Linked DNA regions of Drosophila melanogaster: region 2 is linked to region 1. A link is a contact called in public Hi-C data. All regions are on one chromosome and are shown on one strand. Each heading gives the region's core, a stretch centred on a gene start, on an enhancer-like site or on the middle of the called end of the contact. The rest is flanking DNA. Distances are from core to core; before and after follow the strand shown. Region 1 holds the start of cic (capicua). Region 2 holds the start of Sirt2 (Sirtuin 2).

Region 1 (5,061 bases), core at 174-2,673:
TTTTTGCCGCTGTCGCGTGGGTGCAAACACATTTATATGTTTTCCCACGGTTAACACGACGTATGCGTAATTTATGTCGCTAGACGGCACCAGGTGCACGGATCACATAGCGCGGTTTTCATATTTCCAAAGTTCCGGCGCGAATTTGATGAATGTTTGCACTTTTTACGGCTCCTTCCATATGAGCGGTCTCATTTGAGGATAGTGCATTCATAAATTATCCACTCAAGAAAGTTGAGTTTAATGAGAAGTTTTTAAGCTCAAGCTCAAATGGAGCGGTACTTAAATTAAATGACTATTGTCACACTTAAAATTTGGCTTGCCAATCATTAGCTTTTATTTACTCTGGGGATTATTTTGAACAGCCTTCAACAATGTATTTTGGTTTATTAAATGTTTTAATAGTTGTGAAATTTTCTGGGATGCATATGCCTATGCATATTATGCATATTACGTATTCGTAAAAACTTTTGTTGATACACGTTTGTTTTTAAGTGTTACCTTACCTATTTAAGATTATATAAATCATCTACATTTACTTGGCTTTGATTTTAAAGTTTCCTAAATCTCGACGGAAGGAAAATCAAGACAGACGGAATATATATACCTTACAGTTTCGAAAACACTTTCTTCCACGCCTTTTATCAAATCAAGGACATCTCTCCAAATCTTAAGAACTAATCTCATATGTAACATTTAAACCAAACAGACCATCTTTAAGACCGACAGATGCCTTGATCTTTTTATAAATGCCACATTTCCTAGGAACTGTCCTATTCCATAAAATCGAAATATTAATAAAAAAGAAAGTAACATAAATTGTAAATAATACTATGCTAGTTTTTATTATAATCCAAACAACTGAACAACATTGGACTAAGTTACTACATGTAAATAATGCATTCAAAGAAGATTATCATAAACAACCTACACAGCCGAAGTTCCTGCACACAGTACTATATTATATAAGTAACTTAACTTAAACAATAAAACCTAAAAACAATAATAGCAATATTACACCCCTTTACTCTACAAGAAATGAATATAAATGTGGCAGATATTTTTCAGTGCTACCACAATTTCATAATTTTTAAGAACGTTGGGCATTGCCAGACTGAAGTGTAGAACTGTAGAGGTTCGTGTACTGACTAACTTAACGATAGATTGTACACAAGCCAGTTCATACAATCTTTGTATAAATTCGCAAACCATGCTAAAAGTAAATGTTAAGAAGCAATTACAATTTTTATTTATTTATATATCGCTCTATCACCGAAAAGTTACAACATTTGGTTGCACCCGCTCGCGGCGCCAGTGTAACCGTATCATTCGCCTTTGCCACGCAACTTGTAAGATTTTGCCCAATCCGGCCAACGGTCCCACTTTGGGGGTATTTTCTCAAATGGGGCAAATGGTCTCCAGCAGATTCTCACTTCATGCTCGGAATCGCACGGACGTGTCGCGGATGTCGGAAGGTGGAGCTCCTGTGAATTGCTCTTGTGCCCCGCGCACAAAACCCCAATAATAGCCAAATCGGGCAGCGCCTGCAGGCTTTTGTGTGAATAAAACGGTTTGTGGCGACATTTGTTCGATTTTTAGGTGTCGCAAATTAAATTCGTTTGCAAATACAAGGCACTTACGCACACAAACGCGAGCGCACGCACAAGTGTAGGTGTGAAAACAAGTGAAACAGAGAGCTGGGAAAACAAACTGGGCTGCATAGATACTGGCTAAATATTGGATTAAGCTCGTATAAAGATAATAATAACAACAACAATCAATCGAAAATGCGCGTGCGACAGAGAGGGTGCGAGTGTGAATGAGGAAAAGAGAGCGAGCGCAGCACGCACACAAACACTAACACGCTGACGTCGACGCGCTGTCTGTGCAGAGGAGCAGTGTTGCCAGCCCACAATACTGCTGCCCGAGAATCCCAATTAAATAATTAATAAGTTCGAATCAGAATTGGAGTATCTGAGGCAGGGCTTTTTGCTTTGCTTACTCCTTTTCCCCGATTCGGCTTATTGGCATTGGGCTCTGCTCTATGCTCTGAGTTGGCAACACTGGCCCCCAAATCGAGTGTGGGCAAGAGAGATAGAGAGACATAGAGAGCAATCGCGAGAGAGTCACATGCTAGGCGCTCATTTCAATTTTCCTCAATGAATGAACACTTTTCACGGTTTTCGGTTCGTCGGTTCGCGTTTTCCACAGTCGTGCGTTGTTTTGCTCGTGGAAAAGTTGTAAAGCCCAGCCAGCCATAATCCAACATTTTGTTTGCAGTGCATTTGCAGCGCGGGAGAGCGAGAACCAACGGCTTAGCGAGCAGTTAAATAATTTTTAAAGTGTTTGTGTTTTTAACGTGTAAAACCCGAAAAAGTCTATGCCTTTTGCATAACAAAAACAAGCCGAGCAAATAAAATAAAAGAGAAAAACAGCAATAAACACCCATACACGTAAACATATACGTACAGAGAGAAACGGACGCCTACGTCAATAAGCGAAAAACGGTAAGCGAAATTCTTTTACCCCATGTTGTATGTGCTTGCCAATTGGAAAATTTTGTATTTCCCTTCCCGCTTCCGTTCTCGCCATCTCACTTCCCCAGTCTCTCTCTCTCTCTCTCTTGTTCCCCCTCTTCCGGGCTTGCTCTTACACTTGCTTTTACGTTGTTGGCAAGCAGAGCTTCATTCATTTCCACAACTTGCACACATACACATACCAGCACACCCCCGCTCTCTGGGAATTAGAGAGTTGGCAAGAGAGCGGTGGGTCTCAGTGTGACCGTGTGTATTTGTTGTAGCTGGTCAGGCCACAAAATTTGTATTCAAGAAATTCTATTCATTTGTTAAATAAACCCTAAGCCTCAACATTTAAACATTTGCACATCATATTGTTCATAAAATACAAAAAAGTCGTAACAATAGCTCCTAGAATTAATATGTGCGTGTGTATGTATGCATTCTTTATCATTGATATGTTAAATGTGAAATGTTGAAATTCAAATTAAGCTCTGCCTTTTTGTAAACAAAAACAATGGGGTGAAAATCAGCTACTGAAATTAGCTAACCATTAAAGTTACTGGTTTTGGTGGATTTTATTAGGGAAATCATGATTAGTATATGAAAATTAGTGGACCACAAATGAGTTAATAAAATCATGGTGCACGGGAAACAATATTGCTGTATTAAGATGTTTTTTTTAAATTTTTTTATTGATAGAAAAACTGTCGTCAATCAAATCAATTTAATTTGAACACTGTACCAGCCTCTTTTGCTGTACATTGGTCCCACAGTTGCCAACTGAAGTTAACCGCCCCCACTCCCCTTCATCAAACACACACACAGACGCACTTGCACTCTGACTGGCTGGCCATCGATGTGTGTATGTAATTAGCAACAAAACTCTCGCTGGCAACTGCATCGCATGAGATTTGAGCGATGCGTTGCTTTTGTTATTGCTATTGTTGCGTCTGCCCGGACCAAATGCTCCCTCTCTTTCTCTAGTCGCTCTCTCCCACCCTCTCTACTGCCTAATTTACATTTGAATGTGCGTGAGCGCCCATTTGTTGATAATTATCAGCAAATTACTAGACGCACTTAGCAGCAGCAGCAGCAACAACAACAATGGGAGAAGTAATGCATACATACAGCGAGTTAGTACAGTGGTCACTATGAAACATAATACAGAGATTAATGCTTAATCGGAATTGAAATTTACACATTTAAGAATTAAAGTAATTCAGAAAAAACAAGGTAATATTCGAAAAAAAACATATTTGAAATGCCCTCTTTACAAAGTGCAAACGTATGCGTGTACAACAAAAAGGCGTGTTTCAACGACATTTATAATGCAGATTTCACTCCCCGTGCTGACCTTAAAAACAGTTTTTTGTTCTATTATTATTTTCTGTCATTCGCTCATACGGGTAGGTGGGGTTATTGAATTTTTAGAATAATTAATCAACCGCAAGAACTTTTGTTGCTAATTGGCAAGTCGTCGGTACAGAAATATAAACCCGTTGCTATGTCTACGATTTCGGTTTGTGCATATATATTGTACATATGTACATATGGGTATAGTATTAGTATGGCATGGCAAATCCAACTTTGGTGGCAAAAACTTAGTTATTCACTCACACGCACACACACAGCGAAAGAAACGCGCACGCCGATTGTTTATTAATTTTTTTTATTTGTACAAATTTGGTTTATCGTTAGCGGCAAATGTTTCTCTTTTCATTTTTATTATTAACTTCATTATTCGAGGCATGGCACGTTTTTCTTGCCTAGTTATTTTTTTGTTTCGATTTTTTATTACATCGCGTTGATGGTGTGTTTGAGTGTGTGTGTGCCTTTTATGGCCAGGACAATGAGCCAATTTTGGTATTGAAGCTAGTTTCTCAATTAGGCCAATGCACTGGTAGAAATTTCGACGCAGTTACTCCTAAAACAATATATATTAAAAAGAAGTATGGAACTTATTTACAACATGGTTAATATGCACAAATTGCAAGTCAGGTCGCAACAAGTTCACAGAAGTTAGTAATACTAGGCAAACGTTCTTGTTAAGTGCATTGTTTAAATGGTAAGCTTAGAAACTAAAAAGATCTAAATCCTAGAGCTTTAAGGTACTATTTTTCCGAACTTTGCTTCAGGAACCCTTATCGTGCATCATAATCTTCCACCTTGGTGGTATCCATGAATGTAATTTTTTCATGTTCCTCAGAGCAATAAATCTTAAAGTCTTAGGCCTTTAGGTTTTCTACTATATTGTCATTAGTTCAATGCTGTAAGCATAATTCTCCGAAAATCTTGTTAAAACCTTGAAATAATCATCTATTACGACTAGAGAAAAACACACTTACGCAATACTTGTATACCAAGATCTTTTGTTTAGATATCCTACAAAAACCGAGATGAGAACCATTAAAAAGCTGAAATAAGCCACATAAGCTACAAACAACAAACAGCAAAACTTCAATAACAATCCATCAAAAAGTTGAAATTGCCCCAATACACGACAAAACCAGATCATGTAGGGCATTAAAAAACCCAGACAGAA
Region 2 (5,045 bases), core at 2,036-4,535, 76 kb after region 1:
AGCTTTGAAAAGCGAGAAATTGATGGGTATTAAAAGATAATAAAACGTTTTAGACTAAATGGCTTTAAAGTGCCTTAAGATACCTTTAACACACCGACTCAAATCGAACCATCATGGGATAGTATAGAGTTTAGGCCTAAACACCCTGTATCATATCATCTGTGGCTTATGCCAACACGGCTAGCCTTAATTTACAATTGGACACGCATGTGGATCAGCTCTCTACGATATAGTTACATACAATTGCGCTCTGCACAGCAGGTAAATAACACTTTCGAGTATATATTCAAATATAGTATTCATGTAATCGTATTCGTATGCCGTATATGCGATCTATAAGTGTATGTGCTATGTGGCATGCATATTGCACTATTCCTCAATGGCTGCTTGACTGGCTGGCTGGCTGGCTGCGGACCTGGATCGCGTTGCGATCTGGATCTGAAGTGGGTCTAGCAGGTGTGCACCCGCAGGTGGTTTTGCAGTGTGCTTTTTTGCCGGAACTGTTTAGGACAAAAGGAACAGTTGTAGGGCTTTTCACCGGTGTGGATCTTCATGTGGTTGTTCAGCGTGGCCACCTGCCGGAAGTTGACCTCACAGATCTTGCACTTGTAGGGCTTCTCTCCGGTGTGCGTCTTGATGTGATTTACCAAGGTGCTCTGCTGTGAGAAGAACCGCTGGCAGACGCTGCAGCCAAACGGCCGGTCCGGATTGTCGCCCTTCAGCATGTTGATGGTGCCCACTACGGTCATCCGGCCCGACGGCGAGCCGCCCGCCTGGAAATGCTCCACCTTGGTGTTGGCCGCCGCCGTGGCCACTACCGAGCTGACCGTGGTGCTGCCGTCGAGGAAATGCAGTAGCGGATGGTGGTCCAGCTGGATGATGTTCGCCGTGCTACCGTGCAGGTTGTTCGGCAACAGGCCACTGGTCAGCTGCTGCGTCCCGGGCGCCAGAGGAGCGGGCATTGAGTGATCCACTGCAGATTGACGGTACGGAGTTGGATTGTTGGATGATTTGTTGAAGTTAGCATGCGTACAAGATTTAAATAAAAGCTTCGTTAGGGAAGAGCGTTAATAATCAATGCACACATGGATAACAGAAAGCGGCTCATTGGTAGGGCGAACACACAAGCGGCTCACCTGTGGCTGTGACGGCGCCTCCGCCGCCTCCTGCTCCACCGACGCCTCCAGGCGCTATCTGATGCGTGTGCGTCTTGAGGTGGTTGGTAAGGGTGCTCTGCTGGCGGAACTGCATGTGGCAGTAGGAACACGTGTACGGCTTGTCGCCCGTGTGGATCTTCTTGTGGTTGGCCAGCGTCGCCAGCTGGCTAAAGGACTTGTCACACGTTTCGCACTTGTACGGCTTAGGATCGATGTGGGTCCGCTCGTGGTTGTGCAGCGTGCTCAGCTGCGGGAAGCGGCGCTTGCAAACGCTACACTGGAACGGCTTCACCAGCTCCTCGGCCGCCGGCGAGCTGTAGCTGCCGGAATACAAGGTCTTTGAGATTTGGACGCGCTGATGCTGCTGCTGGTAGGCCTGGTGCATCTGGGACTTTCGGTGTTTGCCACTGCCCGTCTGCGGCTGATAGTTCAACAGGGAAGTTGGCGTGCTGGACTCCGCCGCTGTTGCCCGTAAGCGAAGCGAGAAATAGAGTTAGGTCATAAGGTCTATTGGGACGATGCGACCACACACTCACCCTTGTGCGTCTTGATGTGATTGATCAAGGTGCTCTGCTGGCGAAAGTCCTTGGCGCAGATGTTGCAGGTGAACGGCTTTTCTCCGGTGTGGATTTTCACGTGGTTGGTTAGCGTCGAGATCTGGCGGAAGGCCTTGTCGCAGTGTTTGCACTTGTAGGGCCGCTCGTCCGTGTGGATCTTCATGTGGTTGCGTAACGTGGTCAGCTGCCGGAACTTGTTCTTGCACACGTGGCACTGTTTCTTCTTGCGCGGATCGTCCACCACCACCTCCTCCTCGCTAATCACGCTCTGCACCTCCTGTTTCATAGGAGAAATGGGCGTGTGGCTGCCCCCGCCTCCTCCGCCACTGTTCGCTGTTGTAGTGGATATGTCCAGCAAATGGACCAGCGGGTGCTGTGGATGGAGCATGGCTTGGTGGGTAGGGTGCTGGATGGCCTGCACGGCGGTGAGTTGATGCAGCGCAAAGGGACTCTGTTGCAGGCTGGCCAGTGTGGTGGGCTGCTGCTGTCCCGAGTTGGGACCCGGTCCAGATCCACCATTACTCCCTCCTCCACCGCCACCGCCACCTCCTCCTCCGCCGCCACCGCCATGGGAGGCTGGCAGTTGGTAGTGCTGATAGTTGGCCATGGCTGCCGTGGCGGCTGTCGCATGGTTCAGATGCATGATATTCGAGAGATATGATCCTAGCGTGGATCTACAGTCTGCCCATCGGCGGCGTTACACAATGGCGGCCACCGACGACCCTCGGCCATTCCCCGCCCCCGCAGTTGCTTCCACTGCGCCGCTCCTTTTGGGGCCTTTTTTGATTTGTTATTTCAGTCGTCTGGTTTGCACTTCTGTGTACTTTTGCTGCGCTGCTGCTGCTTCTTCTTCTTCTCTTCTTCAACACGCTGCTTACGCTTCCACGTAGCGATTGGGAGGGCCTGAATCCGCGGCCACTTTGTCGCGCACTTCCCCACGATCAGTTTCCACCGTTTTCGCTCGCTTTTGGGGCGCTTTCTCCGCCGTTTCTGCAGTTTTTCCAGGCCACGCTCTTTTTGTATCCGTATCCTTATCAAAACAAAAATGACTGGCGTGGTTTTCCAGGGCTGAGCGAACGGGCAGAGCTGCACCCCCGCCGAACATCGAGTAATCGACTATCGGCCGGCCAGGGCTGGTGGCGCTAGAGAGCCTAACACTGGGTGGGTCGATAACAGCTATCGATTATTTGGACACTCCGTGCTGACAATTCAGCTGATTTTAACCTTTCAATTAGTTTATATTCAGATATCAACAAAGTGTAATTGTTATTTTATCTATACTCGATTTTGTAACTTTGCGCCCTTCTTAGCTTTAGTTATTCTATTATTCGGTTCCTTTTTGTTTAATGAGTCATAATATGTTCTAACCGTTACAAACACATATTTATTTGCGACCCTTAATAAATCGCTGTTAAATAAAAATCTTTCATTGATAGGCTACTTAAAGTAATTATAATATTTTGGTTTGCTCGCACAAATTTGATTTTAAAATCTAAATCAATAAGCAATGAAATTAAAATTCTAGCTTTTTAATAGCTGTTAGAGATAACTTATTCGTTAGCCTAAACCTATCGATAGTTGTCAGAACTTGTTTTGCTTTTTACGTTAAAACAAAACGCAACATAAACAATTGGGAGAATTCATCACACTATCCTCAGATTTACATACTTTCACCGGAAGGTGAATCTGTTTACCATGGGCGACATCGAAGTAAAGAAGGAGGAACAACCGACGACGCCCTCCAATTCCTCGTCCAGTGACGACGACGAGGAGGCCCCAGGCTAGTCTAAATAGTTAGGTCTTTACTGTCACTCATTAATTGAATTGAATTCTAGACGACACAATGGATAAGGTTCGACGCTTCTTTGCAAACACTCTACATCTCGGCGGCTCCTCGGACGCAAAGGAGGAAGTTAAAGTAGAGAAGGTGAGCGGAGCACCCGATAATTTGATTATCATATTGATTAAATCGCAAATTTGCAGGTTATTCCAGATTTGAGTTTTGACGGCTTTGCCGAACATTGGCGTGTGCATGGTTTCCGCAAGATTGTGACCATGGTGGGAGCCGGCATATCTACATGTTGGTACATTCTATATACCATTGTAAAAACTTACTAAGTTATCGCCATTCCTAGCTGCTGGCATTCCGGATTTCAGATCCCCAGGTTCCGGGTTATACAGCAATCTGAAGAAGTACGAGCTGCCACATCCTACGGCCATATTCGATCTGGACTACTTCGAAAAGAATCCAGCGCCGTTTTTTGCACTGGCCAAGGAACTTTACCCTGGATCCTTCATTCCCACGCCGGCCCACTACTTTATCCGTTTGCTTAACGACAAGGGACTACTGCAGCGCCACTACACCCAGAACATAGACACGCTAGACCGGCTTACTGGCCTGCCCGAGGACAAGATCATTGAGGCCCATGGCAGCTTCCACACCAACCACTGCATTAAGTGCCGCAAGGAGTACGACATGGACTGGATGAAGGCGGAGATCTTCGCCGATCGTCTGCCCAAATGCCAAAAGTGCCAAGGCGTTGTTAAACCAGACATTGTTTTCTTTGGCGAAAACTTGCCAAAGAGATTTTACTCCAGTCCTGAAGAGGATTTCCAGGATTGCGATCTGCTGATCATCATGGGCACATCGTTGGAAGTGCAACCGTTTGCTTCACTGGTGTGGAGACCAGGACCACGTTGCATTCGCCTCTTGATCAATCGCGATGCAGTGGGTCAGGCCAGCTGTGTGCTCTTTATGGATCCCAACACGCGATCGCTACTCTTCGATAAGCCCAATAACACTAGGGATGTGGCCTTTCTGGGCGACTGTGATGCTGGCGTAATGGCTCTGGCCAAAGCCTTGGGCTGGGACCAAGAGCTGCAGCAGCTAATTACAAGTGAAAGGAAGAAACTGAGCGGCAGCCAGAATAGTGAGGAGCTGCAACAAGGCAAAGAGAAACCGCAATCGGACCCGGATAAGATGACTTCGGGCGATAGGGACAAGAAGGATGCTTCGCTTTAGACCCTAAGATTAGTTAGTAACATCCGTAGTTAATTTGTAGTTGAATTGTGCAATTTGTTTACATGTGGATTACGTGTATAAAGCGGACAATGCCAAGCGCAGGCATTGCTGGCTAATACCGCGAGCTTTCTTTCTCCTCCGTTTCCGGCATTCAATTATTCAAGTGCCATTTGTGAGCCATTAGCGTGTCCCTTTTGGCCGGGCCACCATAAACCGCAAAAACTGATTGAGTTGCTCTGCCGTTTCCGGCGCACAAAAAGCAGCAAACCGCCAACAAAGGTTAACTCTCGACATGTTTCTGTTTCGTTT

What was found. A called contact is a pair of places that touch in the nucleus more often than the background predicts.
Region 2: a Hi-C map of the Kc167 cell line shows a contact between it and region 1, with 4 times the contacts expected there. The contact joins the promoter of Sirt2 here to the promoter of cic in region 1. A contact is called at or near these places in 7 of 107 Hi-C or Micro-C datasets (the Kc167 cell line, embryo, gastrula embryo and 1 more).

Annotation. Positions count from the first base shown.
Region 1 is chr3R:20,251,347-20,256,407 of dm6, forward strand. It overlaps cic (capicua), which reads left to right and starts at 1,424. Exons shown (of 18, transcript NM_001275826.1): 1 at 1,424-2,507.
Region 2 is chr3R:20,325,180-20,330,224 of dm6, forward strand. Sirt2 (Sirtuin 2) reads left to right here and starts at 3,286. Exons shown (of 4, transcript NM_001300493.1): 1 at 3,286-3,494; 2 at 3,550-3,641; 3 at 3,698-3,794; 4 at 3,850-5,045. The coding sequence starts at 3,410. The coding sequence ends at 4,736. It overlaps CG4360, which reads right to left and starts at 2,824. Exons shown (of 3, transcript NM_142622.3): 1 at 1,694-2,824; 2 at 1,137-1,619; 3 at 1-973. The coding sequence starts at 2,357. The coding sequence ends at 450. It also overlaps asRNA:CR45800.